2 separate regions of the Mus musculus genome follow, and region 2 is linked to region 1. The links are chromatin contacts, called in public HiChIP or PLAC-seq maps. All regions are on one chromosome and are shown on one strand. Each heading gives the region's core, a stretch centred on a gene start, on an enhancer-like site or on the middle of the called end of the contact. The rest is flanking DNA. Distances are from core to core; before and after follow the strand shown.

Evidence for each region. HiChIP or PLAC-seq counts read pairs in DNA pulled down with a chosen protein or histone mark.
Region 2: a contact with region 1 is called in an H3K27ac HiChIP or PLAC-seq map of the NIH/3T3 cell line, with 5 times the contacts expected there. The contact joins two enhancer-like sites. A contact is called at or near these places in 1 of 15 datasets of contacts at CTCF or cohesin (the NIH/3T3 cell line) and 1 of 115 datasets of contacts at active chromatin or transcription factors (the NIH/3T3 cell line).

The regions. Positions count from the first base shown.
Region 1 is chr7:72,399,317-72,405,226 of GRCm38.p6, forward strand. No RefSeq gene overlaps it. Among named protein-coding and RNA genes, the nearest start is that of Gm39035, 95 kb to the left of the region's middle. Within about 2 kb of position 2,180, at least 4 of the 459 cell types and tissues checked have an H3K27ac peak or open chromatin away from gene starts, as enhancers often do. A contact at or near this core is called in the NIH/3T3 cell line, where this site is marked.
Region 2 is chr7:72,607,057-72,613,826 of GRCm38.p6, forward strand. No RefSeq gene overlaps it. Among named protein-coding and RNA genes, the nearest start is that of Gm36865, 220 kb to the right of the region's middle. Within about 2 kb of position 2,930, at least 5 of the 459 cell types and tissues checked have an H3K27ac peak or open chromatin away from gene starts, as enhancers often do. A contact at or near this core is called in the NIH/3T3 cell line, where this site is marked.

The DNA.
Region 1 (5,910 bases), core at 930-3,429:
GCAGTTTTCTCTCCCTTATACTTCCCAGCACTAATACCAACTCTTGCTAACCTGGAATCCCCTTTGTGTTCTGACAAACCTTCCTCCTCTTCGTTGATGTGATTGTTACTATTAATTGTCTACTTGATATATTCTAGGATCACCTGGGAAGAGTCTCAATGAGAGATTGGCTACATTGGACTTGTCTGTGGGGATTGTTTTAATTCATGTGGGAAGTCCCAGTCCATTGTGGGTAACACCATTCCCTAGGCATGGTGCTCACTAAACCATCAGAAGAGATCTTTAGAATGCAGACTACAAGGATCCTAGAAAAGACACACTGAATTAAAATTTCTGAGATAGGAACCAAAACCCAAAACCAACCAAAACAACAACAAAACCCTCAGATCTCTATCAAGATATTATCTAGTTTTGTTTTTGTTTTTGTTTTGTTTTGTTTTTGTGTGTGTGTGGGGGGGGGGGGAGGACAGGGTTTGTCTGTATAGGCCTGGCTGTCCTGGAACTCCTTCTGTAAGCCAGGTTGCCCTCAAACTCAGAAATCCACACGCCTCTGCCTCCCAGATGCTGGGATTAAAGGCATGTGCCACCACTGTCCAGAATTATCTAGTTTTGATGGGACCAACAGGAAACATTTGGGAATCGCCAACCCAAACCATCTGAATTGGGGACTTTCTCAGTCTCTTCTCCCCCAACATAATTGTTCCTCAACTTCCTGGTGTAAACATCTGCATTATCTCCTAGAACCAAGATTCTAGGCATTAGCCAGGTGATTCCACAGCTATCCACAATTAGTAAGCCACAGTTTACAGTCATGCACACAATTTGGTGTGAATATTTATAAGTATTTAGATTTGGGGCTTTTGAATGTTTCCATAGCATGTCATGCAGTCCCAGAATTTCCCAGAAGATGGCATGATGACTTCATGTAATGATAAAGGAGCTGCTTCATGATTTGGCCACAGGGTGGGAGCATTGTACAGTGTTTAGCTGGCCACCATGATAATTTTTTTCTCTCTTATTTTTTTGGTAATAGATATTATTATAATTATTATTAGATGTTTTCTTCCTTTACATTTCAAATGCTACACCCTTTCCTAGTTTCCTCTCTGAAAATTCTCTATACCCTCACCCCTCCCCCTGCTTCCCAACCCACCCAATCCCACTTCCTGGCCCTCTCATTCCCCTATACTGGGGTATAAAAATCTTCGCAAGACCAAGGGCCTCTCCTCCCATTGATGGCCCACTAGGCCATCCTCTGCTACATATGAAACTAGAGACATGAACTCTGGGGGTACTGGTTAGTTCATATTGTTTTATAGGAGGAACACCATTGTATTTCTACAACAGGGGAGCCTTTAGACTTTGGTTAATTTTAACAGACTTTATTATCTCAGTTTTCTAATGGCGACTCCTGAAGAGACCCTATGAGGTCTTTGGTGTCTCAGAAAGATCTATACCTCCCGATTCATGGGTACATCAAGTGTGCTCAGACATGATTTAGACTTGCTTTCCCGCAAATGAAAATTGCTGATAGACAGGTAGAATGGCACAAAGCATTCTTCTCAATTTTTAGCGACTCAAAGTGACAACAATTGAAGGCATTGAAGGGATGTGTGTCTTTGGGGCTGTATTTGTGGGACACACCATCAAAGTGTGGCAAAACCCATTCCCTGGGACGTTGGCCAATAGGAGAGGGAGAGAAAAGACAGGGGTTGGTGTCAGTTTTGTAAAGCAAATGGGCCAAACTCCCCTTTGGAGAGCAGGGATTCAACCCTAACAAAGTCTGTGTTTTTAAGAAGACCCCCAATCTCTTGATGGAGGATCCCAATATTTCAATATTGGCAACTATCTCAAATAGTGCACAGCAAGACAAACAAAGCACAACTCTAAAAAACAATTTAATATTTGCCTGGCAATTAATATTTCCTGGGTTTCCAGGTCAGAAAGGCTGGAAGAAACCAGAAGAGGATGACTGGGGTCCAAACTGCAACACCATACCTTGAATTTTCTGTTGTGAAAATTATATTGGGATAATCTCCACAGGTTTGTATAGGAGTATTCTTTTATCACTGCAGTCCCCACAAGAAGCAGCGACGGTAGGAATTTTAAACTAACTTCAGAGCAACTCCTTAGATTATTTGTCTTGGCTTCAGTAGCAGAACAATCTTGCTTCTACTCCTGTCGCTGAAATATTTTCATGAATAATTGGCATAATATCTCCATGTGACTCATGCAATTTTGTCTATACTGGAAATGTATCATTTATTTTTTTCGTGATTTTGAAAATGACACATGTCACTTTGGGGCAGAAGGAGGGTAACCTCTAACACCATATAAACACTCCATAAACTTTAAAGTTATCTTCCTATAAAGCCACCCTGCCACCCACCATGGTCAGACTTTTGTGTATTTCTGCTGTACAACTTAAAACATAAGGACACGGGATAAATGTACAACATGAGCATCCACAGCCTCTTTTTAAAAGGTTAGTAACACTAACTTGCAATCTACTCTTTCAGCCCTAGACATCATTTGATAAATTCATTATGATCCTGATTGTATTCTTCTTGGAAGATCATCAATAGACCAAAGGTGTATTCAGAGGATATCCCCACCATTTACCAGTACTGTCACTTAGCATTCTAATCTTGTTCTTATCTTTAATGGAACCCCTTTTTTTCATAAATAAACTTAAGGGTGGGTTTGGTAATCCACACATTAATTGTTTTTTTTTTTTAAGATTTATTTTAGTTTTGTTCATCTGTGTTTGGGTATACTCATGTGAGTGAAGCTGACATTGCAGGTAGTTGTGAGGCACCTGGTGTAGATGCCAGGAACTGAACTCTGGAAAACAGTATTCTGGAATTCTGGAAACCAGTTAAGTGCTCTTTACCACTGAGCCATTTCTCCAGTGCCACTGAGTCTCTGTTTTGTTTGGAACCGTGTTCTACTCAGCAGCCATGGCTATAATGGCATTCATTATATAGCCCATGCTGGTCTTGAAATCACAGCAGTCTTCCTCCCTCCCTCCCTCCCTCCCTCCCTCCCTCCCTTCCTTCCTTCCTTCCTTCCTTCCCCAAAGGCTGGCATTACAGGGGTGAGCTGCCGTGACTAACTTAATCAGAAAGTTAATTAAGGCAAAATTCCTTGAGGTATTCTCTTCAAGAATCATATTTAGGTTTATGTTCTTCAGATGTTTTTGTGGATACCTGGGATTCACTGTGTAGCATAGACTGGTCTTGAGCTCACGATTGCTCTCTTCTTCAGTATCTCAGATGTTAAGATTATCATCCTGGCTATATGTGATATTTTAAACAAACTGAAGATGTATTCTGATGTATTCATTGAAATAAAAATACTTTCTTTTACATTACTAACAGACATCAAAACACCAGCAGGAAAGCTGATGAGTTTTCTGACTTTTTACAAGTCTAAATGTGGTGAGTTATTTTACTGCATTTCCTCCTCAGGGTGGACCCTGCGCCTTTGTGCAGGCTTCTCGCCATCCTTTCTTGAGATGGTCTACTCAGCTCTGCTTTGCAGGAAGGAGACTGACTCAAGCTTCTGTTTTCTTCACCTCATGTGCAGACATCTAAGGTTTGGCTTCCTCAGCAAGCTGGTCTTACAAACTTGCTTTCAGGTGCTTTTCTGTTTTAATCTGAAATACTTAAGAAGTATCAGTCTGGTTTTTAATTTGGTCATGTAGAAGAGATTTGTATCATTGGAGCAGTGCTTTTTAGGGTAGTACTTTTCTAAGTGATTTTCCCGTAGAAACAAGCTCCATTTGGGGGTATACTATAATCCCTTTGGATGTCTTAGATGTTTCTCATGCTCAAGATGAATATTAGATCAGAATGTCAGGAATATGGGCGTGCATAATTTTAGTTTGATTGTGTTTTGTTTTATACGCAAATATTTCTCACACACAAATTAAATTTGTAGTATCAGGATAGAGAAAACCTACTTAGATTTCCATTTCTTCTCTAATCAAAATTTTGTTTAGTTTTCATTTATGTGTGCGTGTGGGTGTGCGTGTGTGTGTGTTGGTGGATAATGTCCACATGAGTGCAGTACCCAAAGTTTCCCCTGGAACTAGAATTACAGGTAATTCGAAGTCCCTTGACATGGACCCTTGGAACTGAACTTGAGTCTCCTGTAAGAACAGTTTATGGTCTTACCCTCTGAGCCATCTCTCCGGCCTCCTCTGTCTCTTCCTCAATCAATTGTAATATCTGCATACGTGATCTAAAATCTATCCACATCATCTGTATTTACTTTCAGTTGCTCAGTTTTGTTTCCTACTTTTTTTCCCCTTGAGCGCTGCTGAATACACAGAGTATAGAGTTCATCTCTGTCATAGCTGTCTTTCCAAAGTTACGTTTATTAGTGACTGATCTGGTCCTAAAGACAGAACCACCTCTGGAATTCATTTTAACCCTTCCTGGAAGAAATTGAATTTATTATTGCATGCTGATCCTTCCTACAAATCCTCTTATTCCTTCCCTATATCTATTTCTTTCTCTTTTTGTTACAGAGTAGGCTATTTAGTTCATTTATCTTTTTATTTTCTTATGTAGTATATAAATAGTTAATATATATAATATATTTGTATTCTACACATATATGTATATGCATTATTAAGATCTGCTGTGGCTATTCCACTATTAAATGTTTCTCCTTTTATTCATGCTGCCAACTTTGTTCCAGTCACATTTTTATCACTTTATACATTAAAATCAATGTTCAGTGTATTTGTATTATATATGTCCTTTGTCAGCATAAATAACTTTTATTTTCTATCCTCACATAGCAATAAAAATAAATGCCTTTGTTCTTCTATTTATTTGGTTTTTAAACATTTAATTCAAATGTTTGCTTACTGGCATGTTTCAATATTTCTTATTCCTTATCATTCACTAGTCTCTTGTATGTCTTAAATAGTTTAGTTTGAATTATAAAAACAAACTGAATAAAATTTAAAAGATGTATCTTTAGGTTTCAATTTAGTAGGTATTTTTCATCTAAATAAAAAGGGACATATGGTAGAGATAGCAATTCATTAATATAGCTGAAAGATGAGATTGGAGGTTAAACATCTCATTTTAAACTGCTCACTGGGCATGATGCCTCACACATGTAATCTTCACACACAGGATGCTGAGACAGAAGAATCATACTTAAGGCCAGCCTAAACTGTACAGCAAGTCCCTGTTTCAAATATCTGGTGGCTGGTTATTTTCCTCTGTGGTAAAGTACTTGGCTAGCATATGCAAGGCTATGATGTTAAGCCTGAGCTCTACAAAATGATTCAATAATGAATAAATAATAAATAAACAAAATTTAAAACGCTCCCACATGTAGCTTCAAGTTACCTTGTATTAATTTGTTACAAATCTATATGATGACCATTCCCCTGCCTCAGCCCTGGAAACAGAAGACAAATAATATAGCCCTGTGTTCTCTGGATATTAGTTCCTTAAATAAAATATCACAATGGTGAATCTATTGACTGAACTTAAAATATAGACCTGCTTCAATATTGTACAAAAATTTTCATATTTTTTTGTTTTGGGAAGTCTTTCCTATCCATTCTGACTCATAATACAGGGTTCACCATATATAAAAAGCATCTTAGATTACAGCAACAAAAGACAAATGCACATCAATTTCTACTCCTCTGTTGGCTGCCCTTACATTAATGTAACACAACTAAGCTTCTGTTTCTCGCTTCATTGCCTCAGGTTAAATTACTAAGTTTGTAAACAGTAGAGAATCTGCCATACACCATTAAGGCACCATCCTGATCACATTTCTTCTCATCACTTTTTGTTTCTTTCATTTTCCAGTGTCAATGAAATTTACCATCTTTCCTCATCAACACTGAAAACATTGTCTCTTTGTTCCATTGAT
Region 2 (6,770 bases), core at 1,680-4,179, 210 kb after region 1:
GGCAAACACGTCTTTCTTATTGAATAGTCTTCAATAAAACTTCAACCAGATCTGCTCACAGATAGCAACTTTTTAAAGTTGCTTTGTAAAGTAGACAACTATATTCATTTATTAAGTTGTTTGAGTTTTTTTTTCCTTCCTTTCATATTTCTTTCTCCTTTCTTCCCCTTCTCTTTCTTCCTTCCACATTTCCTCCTTCTCCTTTCTCCCTTTTCTTCCTCCTCCTATTCCTCCTTCCTCTTCCACTTCTTTTTACTCCCCTTCTTCTTACTTCTTCTTCCTCTTCTTCTCCCTTCTTCCTCTTCCTCCTCCTTCTTCCTCCTCATTCTTCTTCCTCATCCTCCTAGCTCCCCCTCCTTCTGCCTCCTCTTCCTTTTCCTACCCATACTCCTTCCTCTTACACTTCTTTTTCTCTTCCATCCTTCTTACTTCTCCTTCCTCCTCCTCCCCCTCCTTCCTCCTCTTCCTTTTTCTTTCTTCTTTTCTTCTGCTCCTCCTTCTTTTTCTGACAAGCTGGCCTCAGTCCTACTGTGTACTAAATGCAGACCTGGAGTTTCCTTCTAGCCACTCCACTGTTGGAATACGAGGTACATATGACCACAGCCAGGGTTTGTAGGTGTGGTACATTTTTGCTTACATTTGTCTACTTTAGAATAGCAGAAGAAGATAACATCAACTCGATAGTGCTTCTGTTTCTCTAGATAATAACAAGTAGTTGCTAGCTGTGAGCAGCAATGCCTTCTTGTCGGTCTCTGTGATTTTAGGGATAATAGTTCCTTCATTTGTGCTCCATTCACATCTTGGCTTCCCTGACACTCTCTGTCAGTGATGAAGACAGGATGTGTCACACTGTAATGACTGTTGATGCAGGGGTGAACTCACTGTGTTCTAGTTTCTGTCAAGCCTTTGACATAATCAAGGATGTAGACACATTCTATTCTTTCACTAGGCATATTCCTCTTTCCTGGTCATAAAATCCAGTGGGTTAGCTACTTCCAAGTCTTTACTCTCTTTTTTCAGCCTTTTTTTTTTTTTTGTCCCCGAGACAGGGTTTCTCTGTATAGCCCTGGCTGTCCTGGAACTCACTTTGTAGACCAGGCTGGCCTTGAACTCAGAAATCCGCCTGCCTCTGCCTCCTGAGTGCTGGTATTAAAGGCATGCGCCACCACACCCGGCTTTTCTTCAGCCTTTTATTGGATCATTCAAATTAATTTTTTATCATTTTCATGAAAAAAGGAACATTTTCTGAGATACTTTTTATGCTCAAAATTGTCTGTGTGCCTGAGGATATGGCTCCATAGGCAAAATGCTTCCCTGGAAAGCATAAGATAAGGACCCAAGTTCTAGGATTTCTAGGAGTTCTAGGATTCTCTAGAACTCATGTGTAAAGCCTTGGGTGGCTTCTGTATCTACAGCACTAGAGTGGCCCAGACAAATAACTTTCTGCCCAGCCTCCGAATCAATGATCTTCATGTTTAGTGAGATGCCCTGTCTCAAAAGGTAATAGGGCAGAGTAATTGAGTGAAGACATCCCATGTCAACCTCAGGTCTCCCTATGGCTACACACTCATGTGCATGAATAGGACATAGAGACTGACTCACACAACCACACTACAAAGCAACACCACACAGAGGGAGGGAGGGAGGGAGGGAGGGAGAGAAGGAGGGAGGGAGGGAGGAAGAGAGGGAGGAAGAGAGGGAGGAAGAGAGGGAGGAAGGGAGGAAGGGAGGGAGGGAGGGAGAGAAGGAGGGAGGGAGGAAGAGAGGGAGGGAGAGAAGGAGGGAAAGATAGATAGATAGATAGATAGAGAGAGAGAGAGAGAGAGAGAGAGAACACACACACACACACACACACAGACACACTTTCTGTGAACTGTACAAATGCAATCATAGCTTGAGAAATTGTTGGCTTACATACTCGTCAAGGGTCCTATAGGATTTTCCCTTCTCAAGGGGCTGGATAGGAAAAACCAAATAAACACCTTGTGTTTATTTTCCCTTGCAGGTTACTTAATCTTTTTAAAAATGTTTATTTACTCTTTCAGGCATGAGTACAATGTTTTATCTTGTATCTACTGCCCATTTCCCCCTGCAATACCTGTAGACCCCAGAACACATTCATCTCCAATTCCTGCTCTCATTTTTTTCCATCTCTTGCCTTGTTTGTTCACCCAATCTTGTGTTTTATTGAGACCACTATTGTCACTGGAAATTAAAGCAGACTCTGAAGCTTCCATTTCATTAGCTATCACCTGACACATTTCATAGCCTTTCCTATTCGGGGTCATGGTTTGAGTGCTTGTTTTTTTATTGTGGTAGAAAATGTTTATGGTTAATATTTTTTATCAGGGGGTGGAGAGATGGTCAGTTGTTAAGAGGATGCTCTTTCAGGGGACCTGGGTTCAAATCCCAGAGTCTTCATGATGACTCAAAACTGTCTGTAACTCTAGTTCCAAGCATCTGACACCCTCTTCTAGTTTCCTTGGGTCCTGCATCCATGTGGTACACAGACACATTTAGGCAAACACTCATAAACATGAAAATAGATACTAAAAAAATACTTGTTCTATTAATAGCTTGTTCTGTTCTTCCTCAAGCAATATCAGAAACATTGAATAGTTTTGTAGATGTTATACAGTTAATCTAACACTTTCTAAACATTTTAAACACTTTTCTTTTTGTATTTGATTTCTCATTTCTGACCCCAGTGTCTTCATAATGACTTCTTCTGAGATTCTTATGTCCTTTCCCTTCGTCTTGGTTTTAGTGATGATGTCGTTACTTCATGAGCTTTTTCCTGAAGATTGTCAGTTCATATTTCATATTCTTAAGCTTAATGTTCTGTTTCCTGTTTCAAGTCTCTCACTCTGGCTTCATAGTCTTTCTCTTTAAGGTAATCAACTCCTTATGGTTTAAAATATTTGCATCATGTGGCCTAAGAGATGACTCAGCAGTTAAAAAGAAATGTTTGCTACTTTTCCAAAGGCCCCAACTTCAGTTCCCAACACCCTCATTGGGCAGCTCACAGTTTCTTGTAACCATAGCTTCAGGTGCCCTCTCTAGCTTCCTCAGGCACCTGCACATGTTTGCATGTGCGCAACATACACACATACATACACACATGCACACACACACACACATGGATGTGTGCATTTACAACAACATATAAACATATAAAAGTACATCAAATTAAAATTAAGATAGATCTTTGGTTTTGTATACATATATGTATACATACATGTATTACATACATGTATACAAACATGTATGTATACATACATGTTCCTTTGTCTGTGTTATTCTCTCTCTCTCTCTCTCTCTCTCTCTCTCTCTCTCTCTCTTCCTCTCTCTCTCATTGTCTTCCAGATGTTTAGTGAAGAGGAAGTTCTGCCATGCCCTTTGTAGTGGCTCCCACTTTGATTTTCCTGCCCTCCCCCTCCCAGATATTAAGTGATGACCAGTTAGCAGTTGATGATCTAGAAATGTATGGCAACAAGCCAGGATAAAGTACTGAAAAATTAATATATGTGCTAATAGATGTGTGTATATGTGAAACATTTAAGTTATGGCTTCTTAATTATCTACATCTAATATTTCATGAGGTATATTTAAATACAGAAGATTATCCAGTTCCTCTGGGATTTCTGAGAAGTGCATTGGATGAGATCTTTTCTGGTAGTTTCATGTATTTCTTTTTCCTTCATGATCTAATTTTGTAGAGACCAAATGAAGTTACATTCAGTCAACACAATCAGAAATTTTAGGACTTTAATAATAAAGAATCAAAATAAAGTTAAAAAATAAGTGGCCTTTTTGGGGCCTGGTATCCTGTAGTTTAATGTTTGCTTGTTGGCGTCACTTTATTTCTTTAAGAGAATGTGTTAGAAGACTGAGTCCAAATCGTTTATGCTGGGCATGCCACACTTCACCACACTGCTAATTAGCTCAAATACTCTAAGACATGAGATCATTACTTTCTCTTGGTAGCAACTGAGAGGTTCTTTGTGTTGGAGAAAAAGGCCAGGTGTTAGACTTCAAATAGGAATTACCACCTAGGTGTCTAGCCCATTAACAACAAAACAGTTACAGTGCCAATCCAAGAAGAGGAAAGGGTGTGCTCTTCTTTGCTGCCCCCTTGAATGTTGTTCACAAAAATGTACTAGTAAATAAATTCTCTTGTGATTTTAAAATGACCCCACAAATACTCACATACAATAAAACAAGCATTCTCTTACTTGACTTCTAGGGTTCTGAAATCTTGGAGCAGTTTTTCTGGGTGGTTCTGGATCTGTACTTCTCGTGGGGTTTTGTTCAAGCTGCTTCTAGGAGTGCAGGCATCTGAGGGCACCTAAATCTGAAGCATCAGTCTAGAGGGCTACCCACGTGGCTAACAAGAGACCTCGGTTCGCAGTGCATGGGTATCCCCACAGGACTGCTGGCAATAAGGCAGCTGGGATTGTGAGAGAGAAATGGGTTGGGGAGGGAAGGGAGAATAGGATTCTTACAACCTAACCAGAGAAATGTAATACTAGTAGTTCTGCATATTTTATTATCTATATAGACCACCAATAATATAAACATGGAATATCTTAAGATGTAGATCATTGGGAACCATTTTGGAATTTGATAGTGTTGAAGTATTGAACTTGCTCTGTGTGTGTGCTTGTGTGTGCACAATTATTTATCTACTTATTCATTGCTATGCTGAGTCTTCTGAACAATAAAACATGCATATAACATTTGGTAGGTACTATAACATCATATAAAAGGGATTCTAAAGTCCTTATATTCTGGCCAGAGAGAGAAATTTGTCAGCAAATACACAATCGGCAGGAACACTCTACTTTTGGATAAAAGGCGGTTGGAATTTATTATATAAAAGAATTGTGGGGAAATTTTTGTGGGTTCCTCTACAGAAACCAAAGGTGAGAAAATATACTAAATCTTTCTTTTAAAGGCACACAGACATTGAAAGACATTGAAAGAGTGATAGTCATCTCAGAAGGCAAGAGTATGATTGTTAAGAAAAACAAAACAAAACAAAACAAAGCAAAACAAAACAAAACAAAACAAAACAACTTTTTTTTTTCTCCAAAAATGGGCACAATTGCTTCCAAGGTGCCCTGAACTGCAGGGATAATCAGCAGGGACCTAGAGGAGGGGAGAGAATGTGAGAGAGACAAGAACAATGAGAGCAAGACAGTTTGTCTGATCAAACTCTGAAAAATTTTATTCTGGGGTGGCAATATAAGCATAAGCAAGAGGAGGCATCAAGGGAGGGGGACAAGCCTGGGGAGTGCCCTCTCCATCCATAAATATTCTTTCTGTTTTGACCACAAATGTTCTCTCAGGGCTGTTTATGTAAGCTAGAAGTTTTTCACAAGGCCATAGTTGAGGCCATGACTCCCGGCACCAAGGAATCTGTTCTTCTACAGCATGAAGTTTTCCCATATAGACAGAGATTCCATAGCTCCATACTTAAATATGAGAACCTCTGGGGCTGCTTTCCTCATGAGCCCATGGTAGATGCAGTGTCATGCATCTATCTGTCATAAGCCTTAACTATCTGGGTACTTAAAACTGCCTGCTCCTCAGAGTATCATTTAGGTATCTATGCTACAAGATGCTAAACCAAATACAGAAGCCATGGAAACAAAAGGTGATATGTTTAGAGAAAGATGAAGGACCTTTTGGTGGAAAAGCTATGGGAGATTTCCAAGCCCTCCTTGATACTGGTCATCAGAAATGACCACCTGTTCTAACTATTCTATGTTCCTGACCCATAAAAATATAAGCTATGTAAAGATGATTGTTCTCAGTCACTGGAAACTTAAGGGGCTGTCCAGTTGCTCTAATTCTAACCTACTTCCTCCACACACCCAAAGAGTTCCAGATCTAGTGTTTCAGCTTCATCTGGTGAGCTTCCCAGGACATTTTCCACAGCACTGACCCCCACTCCCAAGCCTGTCTTGGAAGCTGTTTGTTTGGTTGGTGTTTTATCTATCTATCTATCTATCTATCTATCTATCTATCTATCTATCTACTTTACATCCTCATCTCACCTCTCCCTCCCTTCTCTTCTCCCCACCCTTTCCTCACAAATCACTCCCTCCATTATCCCCTCCCATTCTCCTCAGAGAGGAGGAAGCCCCGTTAGTAGCACCCACCATGGGCCATCAAGTCACAGCAGGACTAAGCACATCCTTTTCCACTGAGGCCAGACAAGGCAGCCCTGCTTCAAGTAGTGGATCCAATAGCAGGCAACAGAGTCAGAGATAGCCCCACTCCAGTTGTTAGAGGATCCACATAAAGACCAAGCTACCCATCTGCTACAAATTTCTAGGGGGTCTAGGTACAGCCCTTGCATGCTCTTTGATTGGAGGTTTAGTCCCTATGAGCCCCCATGGCACCAGGCTATTTGACTCTGTAGGTCTTCTTGTGGTGTCTTTGACCCTTCTGGTTTCCCCAATCCTATCCCCCATAATTCTACAAGATTCCCTGAGCTCTGCATGTTGTTTAGTTGTGGGTCTCTGCATCTGTTTCGATCAGCTGTTGGATGAGGCCTCTCAGAAGACAGTTATGCTAGGCTCCTATCTGAATGCACAGTAGAGTACCATTAATAGTATTAGAGGTTGGCGCTCTCCAAGGGGATGGGTTTTAAGTTGGGCCAATCATTTGTTGGCTATTTCCTCAATCTTTATTCTGTATTGTCCCTGTACATCTTGGAGGTGTGACAAATTTTGGATCCAAGGTTTTGTGAGTGGTTTGAT